Regions from separate parts of the Mus musculus genome. Here region 1 is linked to region 2. Evidence: chromatin contacts called from public Hi-C data. All regions are on one chromosome and are shown on one strand. Each heading gives the region's core, a stretch centred on a gene start, on an enhancer-like site or on the middle of the called end of the contact. The rest is flanking DNA. Distances are from core to core; before and after follow the strand shown. Region 1 has its middle 10 kb from the start of 4930505K14Rik. Region 2 overlaps Gm35735 (a long non-coding RNA gene).

Region 1 (6,758 bases), core at 1,002-3,501, 210 kb before region 2:
AGGACAGACCCCACCTCATTCAGCCTGGACAGATGCTGCCCAGGTGCCTGAGTGGTGAGAGCCACCGAGAGCAATCTCGACTCCCGGAGGCAGAGACATCCTGGTACTCATTGTTGCAAGATGAGAAAGTATGCCCTCCATCCCTCAAGGCAGCCAGTGTTGCATGAATGGCACGATCTATAGACTGTGGGTCCATTGTACAGTTTCGCCCCATGGCCATTCAATTCATGTCCCCACCAATGCCCAGGAATTCCATTCTCCTGTCACGGAGTGAGTACCATGACTATTTCCTGCAGAGGGAAGTTTCTCAAAACAGCCCAGACAGCAGCCTTTGGTTGATTTGTGCTATCCTGGTGCTTAGCTAGCAAGGCCCAGAAAGACTGGGTCAGACAGAAACCAGCACCACTTGGCTAGAGTTCCCAAGGATACCAAAAAGCTCTTCAAGGACCAGACATCTCTCTCCGTGAGTGTAGAGTGCTCCCTTAGGATGTTCTAGTCCTCCCTTCTTCACTATAGTCGTGTGCATTGCGTTGATTCTGATCACTGGTGGACTTAACTGTGGGTCCTTGAAGGTTACAGTGAGACATTCCTGTCGTCTGGCAATATTGTAGGTGACTTACTTTGTGACACACTTGGAGATGTTCCTGTATTGGAATAGCTCGATGCAATCCTGAGAGCAGCTTCTGTGTTTAAGCAATAGAGGAAAGTCTAGTTTCCCCGTTTCTTAGGGCAAGCAGGACCATTTCTTGTTACGTTCTTTGCTTTTTTTTTTCTCCTTTTCCTCTTCCTCTTCCTCCTCCTCCTCCTCTTCTTCTTCTTCTTCTTCTTCCTCCTCCTCCTCCTCCTCCTCCTTTGATGCCGCTGCTGCTGCCACTGCTGCCTCTTCCTCTTCCTTTTGGTTGCCCATTGAGACAAGGTCTCACTATGTAGCCCCAGATAGCCTGGAACTCAATATATAGCTCAGGCTGGCCTTGAACTCATGGAGACCCCTGCCTCTGCCTCCAGAGTGCTGGGACTGAAGGCGAGCCCCACCACACTCGGTCATTTACTGTGGTGGGTCATTGGCCCAGGGAGTGGCACTATTAGGAGGTGTGGCCTCGTTGGAGGAAGTGTGTCACTGTGTGGGGGTGAACTTGGAGATCCCCCTCCTAGCTGCCCGGAAGGGAGTCGTCTGCTGCTTGTCCTTAGAACAAGATGTAGAACTCTCAGCTCCGCCTGCACCATGCCTGCCTGGATGCTGCCATGTTCCTGCCTTGATGATAATGTACTGAACCTCTGAACCTGTAAGCCAGCCTCAATCAAATGGTGTCCCTTACAAAAGTCATGGTCTCTCTCTCTTCATAGTAACAAAACCCTAATGAAGATGCCTGACATGTTCATTTATTTGTGATTTCTTGGCTCTTTATCCTTATAGCCCCCTAATATAAGTGTATATAGATTATGATCATTTCTTTTCGTTGTTCTAAAATGACATTTGGCTTGGTTTTGATACTATCTGACCTCTCCACCTTTTTGCAGTTAGCTCACTGTTCAGTTTGCAACTACATCTTTCCCCCGGTTCCCATGTGGGCCACCATTCCTCGGTCCTAGCAAATGTTACCTTGAAAAAAAAAAAAACTTCTTATCTTATGTAGACGGGTGCTTTGCCTGCACACACATGTCTATGCACTGTATGTGTGCATGCAATGCCTGTGGAGGCCAGGGGAGGGCCTTAGACCTCCTGGAACTGGAATTACAGTGGCTGTGAGCCACCATGTGGGTGCTCTTCTGGAAGAGCAGTCAGTGCTCTTAACCGCTGAGCCATCTTCTCCAGACTCAAATGTCATCTTGCTTTTGAGCAGTCATGTCTCTTACCTCGGGAAGTCTGAGCTGACATCCTGGGGACTCTACTGAGGATGGCTGACCCTCTTCCCATTCCTTTATGCTCGGTACTCTGGTGGGGCCCTGTTTTTTATTATTCCCACAGAGGAAAGAGCATGAGGCAGCTCGATTTCCAGGGCAGCTCCCTAGTCATGGAAGGTGGAATTAGCCCTGGGACCTCGATCTCCTCTTCTGGCCCACGGGTCTTCCAGGGCTTCCGCTGGGCTCATTTTCCTCCTGGGCTAACCCTAGGGGCCTGTAACAACTGAACTCCATTTGTCAGCTTGCTATGCTGAGGTAAGCCTGCCTTCCCGGGGAATCATTACCAGATGGAACCTGAGGGAGGGAGCGAGGCCAGGTATTTCCCCACGTCATGGAACACGAGGCCCTGGTGACTCAGTGAGGTCAGGGAGCTAGTGGTGGTAGCAGCCACAGTTGGCAGGTGGCAGCCTGGAGGGAGGGGGAACATTAATGATTGCCTCCCTCCCTCCCTCCTTCCCTCCCTTCCTCCCTTCCAGCCCGCCTCATTTCTGTCAGGCCTGTGATTTCATCATGCACACCTTTGTAAACAATCCATTTAGCAACCAAATTATACACTGGGTAATTACAGCTTCCAGCCTCAGTGTCAGGGGTTCCCGGCTCACAATCTGCTTTTGGTACTATTGCAGGCTGGGATGGGGGGAGGTGGGGGAGGAGGGGTTTGTTGAAGTTTTAAGGAGACAGGAGGGAGAGCTGGGGCATGGGGGTTGCCCTGCCTTGCCTTATGTTAATTGATTCTTGTGTGTGGGGGGTCTTAGTTTGACACTTCTGGAATTGAGTTTGGATTGTTGATTAGATTGCTATTGGAGGCCAGGTTGGAGAAGTTGGCTGGGAGGAAGAGGCAGTCCGGTTACGGTTATGGGTCAGTCCTCTGCTGCGGAGGAGGGAGTCTCACATCACAGCACCTTGCCAGCCTTGTCTCTCTGGAGGTTGCTTTGCTCTGTATCAGCGCCTAAGCTTTGACCCAGAAAAGCAGCCAAGGAAGGAGCTGTGGGGTGGGCAGGCTAACGGGAGGGGACCTGGCCTCCGCTGAAGGCTAGCTCTTCCATTTAAAGGGAACTGTGGTGACGGCAGTGAAGAGTGTGGAGTGTGCAACTCATGCTGAGCGTGTGCTCATGGTTCTGCGTTCGAGTCCCGGCACCCAATGGATGATGACGTAACAGAGTCGTCCAGAGATTTGCCCATACACAGTGGCCCCAGTGAAAATTGAATAGAGGCAGGGGAGGGTTGCAAACACGGTAACCATGGTGTGTCTGAAGAGAGTTGGGCTAGCTCCATGTGTGTGGGAAAGGGTGTGTTTCCGGGTTGATACACAGTGTTTCTGATAGTGGTGGTAGGGCTTGTGGCCTTACACTGCCCGAGAGGTTTCATTGACGAAGTGTCCATGGGAACCCTCAGCCATTCTAGCATTCTGCTTTCCCACGCGGAGCATGCATGTGTAGCCCGCAGTTCGAAGCTGGGGTTCCCTATGCAGACACATGGTCTCTCTGAGGCAAAGTACCATGGATTAACACAAGTGTAGTATGAAACAGTAACTTTGGAGGGAAATGAGACTCAAGTGCTTCGGGCCGCACCTGCCTGTCCCAGAAGGCTTTGCATCTTGTCTTACGTCACCTTCCCCAGTCTTGCCCCTCTAGCCGGATGCTTCTTGGTTCAGGAAGAGGACAGAGAGGCTGGGCTATGGTGGCGCTCTATGGGAAAGGACAGGAGACTTACAAAAGCACCACTCTGGGCCTCGTGTCTGTGTCACGGTGTTCAAAAAAATAAATACAAATAAGAGCTGCAACTGTTGTAAGATGTCACTGTGGTCACTGGGCAGTGTTTGCCAATGGCAGCCGTCATCTAAGAGGGGACCACATGGCTTTGACAAGATCATGGAGAAGTGGGTGTAGAAGCATCCCAAACAGTGGCATGCCAGCCACAGCTTCCTGTCTCTCTGGAGCCCTAAAAGATGGTGGTCTTTTTCTGGCTTAGGCTACAGCTCTGAGAACTTTAACACGGGAGCATTCCCAGGCTCTGCTGTGAATCCTGAAGGTTTAGACTCACAATGGTTTCAACCTTCCTAATGCTGCAACCCCTTAGTACAATTCCTCATGTCGTGGTGACCCCCCAGCTATAGTGGGTCTATCTCAGACTGTCAGCGATATAATGACAGAGAGGCTTTTTAATATTCTAAAGCTTAGGCCTTTCAGCTAGGACAGTCTCCCCACTACTCTAACCCCACTAAACTAAACTAATCCTGGCACGATGTCCCACCACGTGGTCAGCTCTGCTCTGCTCCGCTGGCTGACTCTCTCAATCTCCCTCTCCCCTCCCCTCCCTTTCCCCTCTCCCTCTCCCTCCTCCCTCCCCCTCGTACTGCCCTCCATTTCCTGCTCAGCTACTGGATGTCAGATCTTCACTTCAGCCAATCAGATGCAATTCTAGACTGCTTTAGGCTGTCGAAGAAGAACTAATATTTACAAAATAGAAAACCTAGTAACGGGCTGTAGAAATGAGAATACCAGAATCCCGTCAGCATTTAGTTCTCCGCAGGGTACAAATTTAACCATTGAATATACAGAGACACACTCTCACACAATGTACCCCAACACCCAACCATAAATTTTTTTTCTACTTAATAACTTATTTTATGAATTGTAATGTAAACATCTGCTATGGGACATCCAACGCCCCCAGCCCCACAGGGTTGTGACCCACAGGTTGAGAATCACTGCCTTAGGACCTGTGGTGGCTCCAGGGGCACTGCCCACCCTTCCCAGAATTCTATGAAACTACAATTCTGTGTGTTTAAAATTCATTCAAGTGTTCCCACAAATGCAGTGGACCCATTTGCTTAGGCAAACTATTAGCATAAATTTGCATATCAGTTTCATAATTAAACTGTGAGTAGGAAGTAAAGGCTAATTACACACAAATGGCATCAGTCACCATGATGAAAACTGTATACGATAATTCTGTCCCCTGCTTTTGAAGTCCCAAGTGAGTGTTACTTATGATTATATGTCTGTGTTCATCACTCTTTTACCATCTGCTTTGTGCTGGGGTGGGAATGGAATTTCAAGGCATCTTTAGACCATAAAAAGATTAAAACCTGATGGAGAAAGGAAGTCAGATGGATATTGGTAGAATTGAGACCAGCACCAACCAAGAATTCTGCAAGACACCATTGGTAATAGGGTCACGTTGAGGGGCCTTGGATACAAGATGTGTGCAGAGACAAAATCGTATGCTTGAGTTCTTTGTATAAAAGAGTGTATCCTAGCGCTTGTGTATAGCCTGTGAACAGCCTTCTGAGTTCTTATGTATGCTTATTGGTTTATCTTGGGGTGGGTGGGGGCTGGGGATGCAGTGGAGGTGGGCAGGCAAGTGGACAGCGAGCATGTGGTGGTCAGAGGAGAACGTGGTGCTAGAGTCAGTTCTTGCCTTCCTCCTTGTGGGTCCTGGGGGATTGAACTCAAGTCATCAGGATGGGCAGCAAGGGTCCCTATGTCATCAGCCATCTTGCTGGTCCCCACCTGAACACTTCAAAGCATCTTTAGATGATTAGCAAAGCCTCCCACACACTAAACACTATAGAAACATTGTTTTACTTTGCTGACTATGGAGTGGTCACAATGTCTCCCAATGTTTGTGATCTGTGGTTTCTTTGTTTTAAATCAGTGAATGTAGAGGGCTGACCATATTAAGATTCTTGGTCCTAAAGGTGTGTAATAGGTGTATCATTATACTTCATAACAAAATAATATTATTGGCTCTTGATACTGCTCTGATGACAGGAACCTGGGAGAGTGGAACCTAAAAATGAAGTAGACCAAAGACTCATGCAATAGCTATTTTTATTCAAAGCATCAGATAATTTATATTCTGAGGGTCAAGTAAGGTCATATGGGCAAAGTTCACTTGAGTTCAAGTTGTATACAGTCACAAAGGCAAGGTCACACGAGTTTAGGCTGTATACAGTCAGGGACACAACTTGTGCTTGGAAGCATCGTTTGGAATGATATTGGGTAAAAGATGATGGGTGGTCTGAAGCAAACCCACTCCAATTTATTACGCCTGGGAGGGGCACAAAAGTACATTCCAAGAACAACCAATGTGTGGTGGTTTGAATATGCTTGGCCCATAGGGAGTGGTACTGTTAGGAGGTATGGCCTTGTGGAGAAAGTGTGTCACTGTGGGGGTGGACTTTGAAGGTCTGCCCAGTGTGGAAGAGTCAGTCTCCTCTTGTTTGTCTTCAGAACAAAATATAGAACTCTCTACTCCCCCTGCATCACATCTGCCTGGACGCTGCCATGCTTTCTGCCATGATGATAATGGACTGAACTCTGAAACTGTAAGCCAGCCCCAATTAAATGTCCTTTATAAGAGTTGCCTTGGTCATGGTGTCTCTTCACAGCAGTGGAAACCCTAAGACACCACGTTATGGAGAAACAGAGATGATAAAACTCTTGTCTTGTTTACTTGGAGTTTCCTCACACAGCCTCAGAAACCTACCCAACACAGCTTTTTGTTCATGGATCCTGTTCCAAAAGACTCTGAATTATAAAATTAGACGGTTTTTAATCTTTTGAGTATGACTCCACTTTTAAAAATGAAGTTCCTAGAGTTGAACAAGAGTGGACATGGTGAAAATAGTCATAGGTCAGAAAGCAGGGCTGTGGACCCAGACTAATGCTATGAAACCAATCTCAACATTAGACTGGCCTCGGAAAAGCTACTGTTTCTTCCTCATTATATAGAGCCATATGAGAATAAAGAATTCTGCCAGGCTGGAGAGATGGCTCAGCAGTTAAGAGCACTGACTGCTCTTCCACAGGTCCTGAGTTCAAATATCGGCAACCACATGGTGGCTCACA
Region 2 (6,829 bases), core at 724-3,223:
CCCTGGGATGGGAGTTAGAGACAGTTGTGAGCTGCCACGTGGGTAGTGGGAATTGAACCCAGGTCCTCTGGAAGAACAGCCAGTGTTCTTAAACACTGAGCCATCACTCCAGCCCAAGCCCAGTTATTTTGTAAAAAAAAAAAAAAAAAAAAAAAAAATACTAATAACTGAACGGGCAAAGAAATGAGGAAGTATGGAAGCTACATCCGGGAAGCCTCCAAGCTCCCACAAATATATTACTTTTAGACACTGCTTGAAAAAAAAACAAAAAACCCATGTCCAACACATGGGCAAGAAAGCCTTAGTGTCCCAGCGTCCTCATCAGCCCGCCCTCAACCGTTACAGGTGGGCTTATCAAACGTAGGTTAAAAAAACCACTCTTGACAACAGCATCACTCCCCTGAGGCCAATCCTCCCAAGAAAATGGGACCCCTGGAGCCTTCTGCTTAAGAGTCATGCGCTACTACTGGTTAGCACAATATAGTGTTTCTTACTTCAAATTCATAAAACCAAACTTAGTAATACTTAGTAAAATGACCGGCGTTTGCCTTATGTGAATGGCTTTTCCCTGGCGTCTGAACTCACAGTGGCCAGCAGACACTATGGAGCACGTGCAGAGGATATAGGGAGGTGGGTTGGTGGGTGGGGGTGAAGAATGGCTATAGCCCAGGTCCTCTGACACAGACTGAATAAACATTTTTTCTTAGCCTCCACGAGCATCGAGAATCGCTTCCAGTAGAAACAGTAATTTGAGCTCGTGTCCCAGACCCCAAGGCAGCAGCTTGTGAAAGACATGTAATTATAAACCAACTTCCTTAATATACCAGTGCCCTGAAACGCCTGCTGGCCTTGGAAACCAGGGAAGCAAGCAGTGGCGACCATCCCAACTCCCTTAAACCTTGCATTCTTCTTTCAATGCTCCTTGCTTCATCAGCCTCTCTTTCATCCTGTTGCTCTCTACATCCACAAAGACCGATCCTGGGAGAAAATACATTTTAAAAAATCATCAAAATAAATTGTTACCCACTGTGTGTGTATTATTGTATACATATGTGTAATATAGGTATGCATATATGACACATACATGTATATATCATGTTCATATTTACATTTATAATAACCTCTCTCATATCCAAATTTACCCATATGTAATACATACATATACATATATGGGTGTATGTTTATCTTAAGTTATTTTCCCCCTCTTATTTTACTATCAGAAATGTCTGTTAGGGGGAAATCTCACAGGGTCCAACCCTAGGCAAAGAGCTGATGGCCAGTAAAGAAAGCTGAGAACAGGAGAAATAGTCTTCCCCAAGGATGAGTCTCTGAGTTGGTTATCCAATGCCAAATGGTCAGCCCTGTCATTGTCTACACACAAGCAATGCTAAACAGATCCTGCGAGTTCTGTTTAGATACTTTATGCATTTATATATAACATATAGGTGATATATATACATGTATATATATATATATATATATATTGAAGAAAGAGAGGCCATGAGTTTGAAGGAGATATAAATAGGAAGGACTAGAGAAGAAAGGGAGATGGGGGGAAAATGTAATTATGTTTTAATTTTAAAAATTATCTTACCAACCTTAAACCTTCAAACGCCCCTTAGTAAGTAACCTTGTGTTTTTGCCTTCGGCCCCTGATTCCTGAGTACAACAGATTAGAACTCCTCCTGTTTGAAGAGGACCATGCGCCCAGGTTTGGGATGGGGCCGAGGGTCAGCAAGCACATCCTTTGGTGTCATCTCTCTTCTAGGCATTGTGCAAGAGGACAAGACATCTTCTGCTATGAGTGCTACAGGCAGGCTCGTGGAAGACAGAGGCGTGGCAGATGAGCCAACCACAGAGCGATGACAGCTGAAGCTATTAGCAATGACGTCGTGTTGTACTGTAGACCTTGAGGTCGATGACCTACACAGCTAAAAATAGATCCTAGGTTAGTAAGGACCTGGGCAGGTAGGTAAAGGTGTTGAACCAAGCCTAAGGGCGGTGTGAGCCAGGCCAATCACCAATTTCAGAGTGGCTCTAAGAAACTGTGTAGGTGGAAATTGGATCTGGCCACGGGTGTTTGGTGATTTTGCAAGAGGAACTCTGGTGTGGGCCCTCTTACTTTTTTCTAGGAGTAAGAAAGCTACTCAGGTGGCAGCATAATGACCCTTAACTCTCAGGACACCCACCTGGGAAAGAGCCTGGAGTGTTTTATACACTGTCCTTTGGGATATGTCAAAAAGGGACAGGAGGCGAGACAAGGCCACTAAGACTCTGTGAGACAGGAAAAATGAAGAAGAAATGAGATTTTAATCTTCCTTCTAAGCCATATTATGCATAATAATGGCTCATTCTAATCTTTTTGTAAGATGAGCAGTAATTTAGATACACTAAAGTCAATATTTAATTACCCATGAGTTCAAATAATTTTCCCTTTGCTAATGTAAAATTCTTGCCATTAGGAAGAAAAATCCAGTTAAAAAGAGTAAGCTTAGGCTTAAATAAAGGCATGCTTTCAAACATGGTTTAACTTGTTGGGCTCATCAAATCAAGGTTTTATGTTAAGTAAGACAGAAAGTGCCCAGAATACCGGCACAGAAAATGGTCATTTATTCTTATTTTTAAAACAAAACAAAAAAATACTATGTTATAAAAAAATAACATAATAATATGTTATAATATTAGAGATGCAAGTTGCTGGCCTTTCCAAACTTGCCACTCCATTTGGAAGATCTATGAATTATTTGAAAATGTTCAGCATTTAGGTTCTGCTGGGCCTGTTCCACAGCCTCATCTACCGCAGGGCTCTGGGTCAGAACTCATTCTCCTTTGTGGGCTGGGGAGGCCAGCTGGTCTCAGCAACTTGGATTTAGCTTCCGGTGTCAAATGGGTCTTCATTGCTGACAAACTATTCTGCTCACCTGAAGTGAAGATGCTACGAGTAACACAGCCACAGCACCACCCGGCTGCAGCCGGCACAGTACATGCAACATGCCTGCAGTCAACACACATATGCAACATACCTGAAACCAAGACATCTGCAGCCAACATAGTACATGCCATATACCTGCAACCAACATACTGCATTCAATAAACCTGCATCCAACACAGTACATGCAGTACAGGAAATATCTTTTTGTCTTCATCGTTAACGACACTGCCACTGACCAGTTGATCTCTACAGTCGTTACGCCAGCTGATATTCTTTAGCAGGTGGTTAGCGTCTTTGGGCATTCTGGCCATTTGCAGGGGTCTGCCTGCTTACTCAATAGGAGGCCTTCAGACAAATGCAGGCAAGCCCAATTATTTTAAATGCGATCTGAGCTTTCCAGCAAATCCTCTCACTGCTCCTCTGCAAAGTGAAGGATTCTCTTGCAAAGCCAATAATTACTTCCTAATGCACAGGATTGGCCATGCTGGAATTTCATCCATCAGGTTTGCTTAAAATGGGCATTTGCTAATCTAAGCGTTGGTCTCTGGGCTTAATTTTAATTAAAAGAATAAAAACAATCAAGAGGAGAGCTCTCTCGTTGCATTTGTGTTTTGGAGGAGTTGTGATTGATGGGCAGAGATAAAAATATTCTAATGGAATGGAACTGAAGGTATGGGGGAGGAGGAGGGGGATGAACTGGTGGGTCAGCGACACCAAGATCAAACAGAGTACAGCCAGAATGCCTAATCACAGCCTGAATGGCTCTGATTATTATAGAGCATCCTATAAAACAACCTAAGCCGGGGCTGGAGAAATGGTTCTATGATGAAGAGCACTGTCTGCTCTTGTAGGGGACATGGGTTCCAGTCCAAGCACCTATTTAGTGACTCAGCACTGTCTGTAACTTCAGTTCCAAGAGATTCGGCATCCTCTTCTGACCTCCGGAGGCACCAGGCATGCATACATGCAAACAATCACTCACAGGCATAAGATGAAAATAAATGAATAAGTATTTTAAGCAACATCAGCAAGCCACGCCCCCTCCCGCAGGATTCCACACCTCAATGGAAGCAGCATGAGCAGACTCCAGCAGGAAGAGTTACTTAGACTTGGGTAGTCAAGCACATACCCTCCAAGTTGATGTTTGTCAAGACCATTAAGGTGGAAAAAAAGATGCAATTAAGCTAGAGACACACATTTTCCCCCACCCGGAGAACAGAAAACTAAAAATAAAATCTTCTTATCGAACAGGCAGGACTGTGCCCTTTAAACTTATCTTTTGTGCCACACATCGCCATGATCCTGTCTGCTCCTGACCTCTCCTGCTGCCATTCGGTTCTCTAGGGAGAAAAAGAATCCTGCTTTGTCTCTGTCAGACCTTTAAAAGAATGTTGCCCTTTTGTCTCGGAGCTGTTTCTCCTTCAGGAAAGACTGATACAGTTTCTACAAACTGAAAGCAAACTGAAGGTGCAAACACAAAAAGAATTCTCCTTCCTGCAATCCAAGATTGAATGTGTTTAGCTTCGCTGCCCCAGGAACCAAGAGCACGTCCAGCTGGTGGCCTACACCCTGCAATGCTTTAGGGGGTCCTTGCTGAGACCCTAAGCCAAGCGCTGTGAGAATTACGACAAAAAACAAGCCTGCCCCCATCTCTGTCTAAACTGAGGGGTTTAGCCTGATGTTGTAGATGGTGCATTTAAAAATGGAAACCTCGATCCTGACTGCTTAGCTCAACCCAGTTCTTTGAACTTACCTTTTGGGGTTTTCTAAAGCCTCAGTGGGCTTGACTGCTTGAAGCTTGAGCAAGAGGGCATTTTAGGAGATCAATCACAGGGCACAAGAGGCTTCTGGGTGTCTGTAGCAGAAAAGAATGGTGCTTCCAGCAATCCAGAGCAAGAGTATTTGGAACTGTGACTACGTTACAAAATCCTCCATCACTAGAATGTAATGTAAAGATGGCACGTGGTGGGTGGGGCATGCATCCCATGGTGCATACACGGGATGCATATACATACATGTAAGCGAACACTCATACACACAAAATAAAAATAAGCAAGCCTTTAAAATGATCACAAATGCAAAAGTCCTACTTCTGCATTCAATAAAGGTGAAAGGGTACAAAGCCAGAAAAACAAATTCTAACTGAGGCCTAACCCCACTGTGACCACAACCGTTATGTTATTTTAAAATTTATTTTAAATATTGGAGTTCAAATTAACTTGTAAATTATAATTTACCATCTGGCCTTTTTGCTGCTCGCTGTTTGAGAGCACTGAAACACTTTGTAAACATCAGTCTATGGCTAAATACTGTTTCATTGGAAAGCCATGTCACAACATCTATATTTTTAAAATACATAACTTGCTCATTTAAAAACTGGCAGAATAGTTGCATTGATATTGGTGATATGTGCTTCTACTGGGAAATACCCTTCATTCCACATATCTGCCTTTTCAACTAAAATATGTTAAGCTTTACTCTGACATTTAAACTGTTTTTATATTTATTTGTGTGTATAAGTGTTTGCCTGTACACACACACACCATGTATGTAACTGTTGCCCTTAGAGTCAGAAGAGGGCATCAGATCCTGTAGAACTGGGCTACAGATGGCTATGAGCCACCATGTGCATACTGGGAGTCAAATCGAGGTCCACTGCAAGAGCATCCTGTGCTCCTAGCTGCTGAGCCATCTCTCCAGCCTCTGCACTTGTTACTTTGACTAACTTTTAAAAGACAAATTCATGTCCATGCTGTGTTGGCACTGAGGAATTCTCTGTATTATTATTATTGTTTGTTACACATGGTTATTATGTGGCGAATATGTGTGCACAGAGCATGCATGCATGCATCAGTAAGAGGACCATTTGCAGGAGTGGGGCCTCTCCTACCATGGAGGTCCCAGGATGGAACTTCAGTTGTCAGGTTTGGCGGCAAGCACCTTGCAAGGGCTGAGCCATCTGGCTACCCCCTAAGGAAACCTTAATTCATCCTTTGGTTTTGGTTTTTGTTTTTTGTTTTTCCCTCCAAAGGGCTGAGTTCAAGAAGTCCTGTAGGTATTACACAGAAGTCCCCAGGGGCTGCTGTGGTCACAGCCCAGGTTCACAGAGAATAGAGACTAAAAGGCTAACAAGGGAAAAGTGACATGTCTCTGTGATGTTTCTGTCAACAGCAGACTACACATACAGTGGCAGCGCCCTTGCAACGTCACTGGCACCACTGAACCTGCTTAGTTAGTGCAATCTATGATGTTCCCGCAATGACTGCACTGCCTGACAATGCACATCTCAGAACATGTCCCCCAGCATCACATGACTGAACACGGCACACTGCATATTGTTAAATGACTGTTAACCACTGAAGATTGCACTTTAATAGGAAATAAAACTTATTTTTAAAAAAAAGATTATATTACTGCAGGGAAAAGCAGATGGCTTGGCCCTGGCAAACAACAGCTTAAAGGGGTGTGCAGACAGGAAACAGAAGAGACTTCCAAAATGTTGCTTAAGTGTGATTTCCGTGGGTACGGAGCAGCTGAGGGGACCCTGTTCTTGAGTCAGGGTCATCTAGCAGGACCTCAGCCAGAATGGAGGCGAGCTCACGCCCCATGTAGGAATGTTGCTTTTCTATTGGTGCTAGATTAACAAAGCCTAGAAGAGATGCAAGAAAGTCAAGTTTGCCAGAGTCTCCTTGAAATCAGTTCAAAACAGCTCTGTCTGTCAGCTGGGTGGTGGTGGCACATGCCTTTAGTCTCAGCACTCAGGGGGCAAAGACTGTTCTTGAACTCACAGAGGTCTACAAAGCAAGTCGGGGACAGCCAGGGCTACATAGAGAAATCCTGTCTTGAAAAAACAAACAAACAAACAAACAAACAAACAACAGACCTGGAGAGATGGCT

The links. A called contact is a pair of places that touch in the nucleus more often than the background predicts.
Region 1: a Hi-C map of the HPC-7 cell line shows a contact between it and region 2, with 2.3 times the contacts expected there. The contact joins two enhancer-like sites. A contact is called at or near these places in 2 of 39 promoter capture datasets (the C10 cell line and neutrophils), 1 of 15 datasets of contacts at CTCF or cohesin (large pre-B cells), 6 of 484 Hi-C or Micro-C datasets (the HPC-7 cell line, bone marrow-derived macrophages, embryonic stem cells and 2 more), 5 of 115 datasets of contacts at active chromatin or transcription factors (bone marrow-derived macrophages, embryonic basal ganglia, fibro-adipogenic progenitors and 2 more) and 1 of 9 other capture datasets (embryonic stem cells).

Annotation. Positions count from the first base shown.
Region 1 is chr5:148,784,939-148,791,696 of GRCm38.p6, reverse strand. No RefSeq gene overlaps it. Among named protein-coding and RNA genes, the nearest start is that of 4930505K14Rik, 10 kb to the right of the region's middle. Within about 2 kb of position 2,251, at least 76 of the 459 cell types and tissues checked have an H3K27ac peak or open chromatin away from gene starts, as enhancers often do.
Region 2 is chr5:148,572,500-148,579,328 of GRCm38.p6, reverse strand. It overlaps Gm35735 (a long non-coding RNA gene), which reads right to left. Exons shown (of 7, transcript XR_001785050.1): 2 at 4,686-4,787; 3 at 4,062-4,272; 4 at 2,922-3,067; 5 at 2,190-2,274; 6 at 1,599-1,931; 7 at 275-978. Among named protein-coding and RNA genes, the nearest start is that of Gm35735, 3.7 kb to the right of the region's middle. Within about 2 kb of position 1,973, at least 8 of the 459 cell types and tissues checked have an H3K27ac peak or open chromatin away from gene starts, as enhancers often do.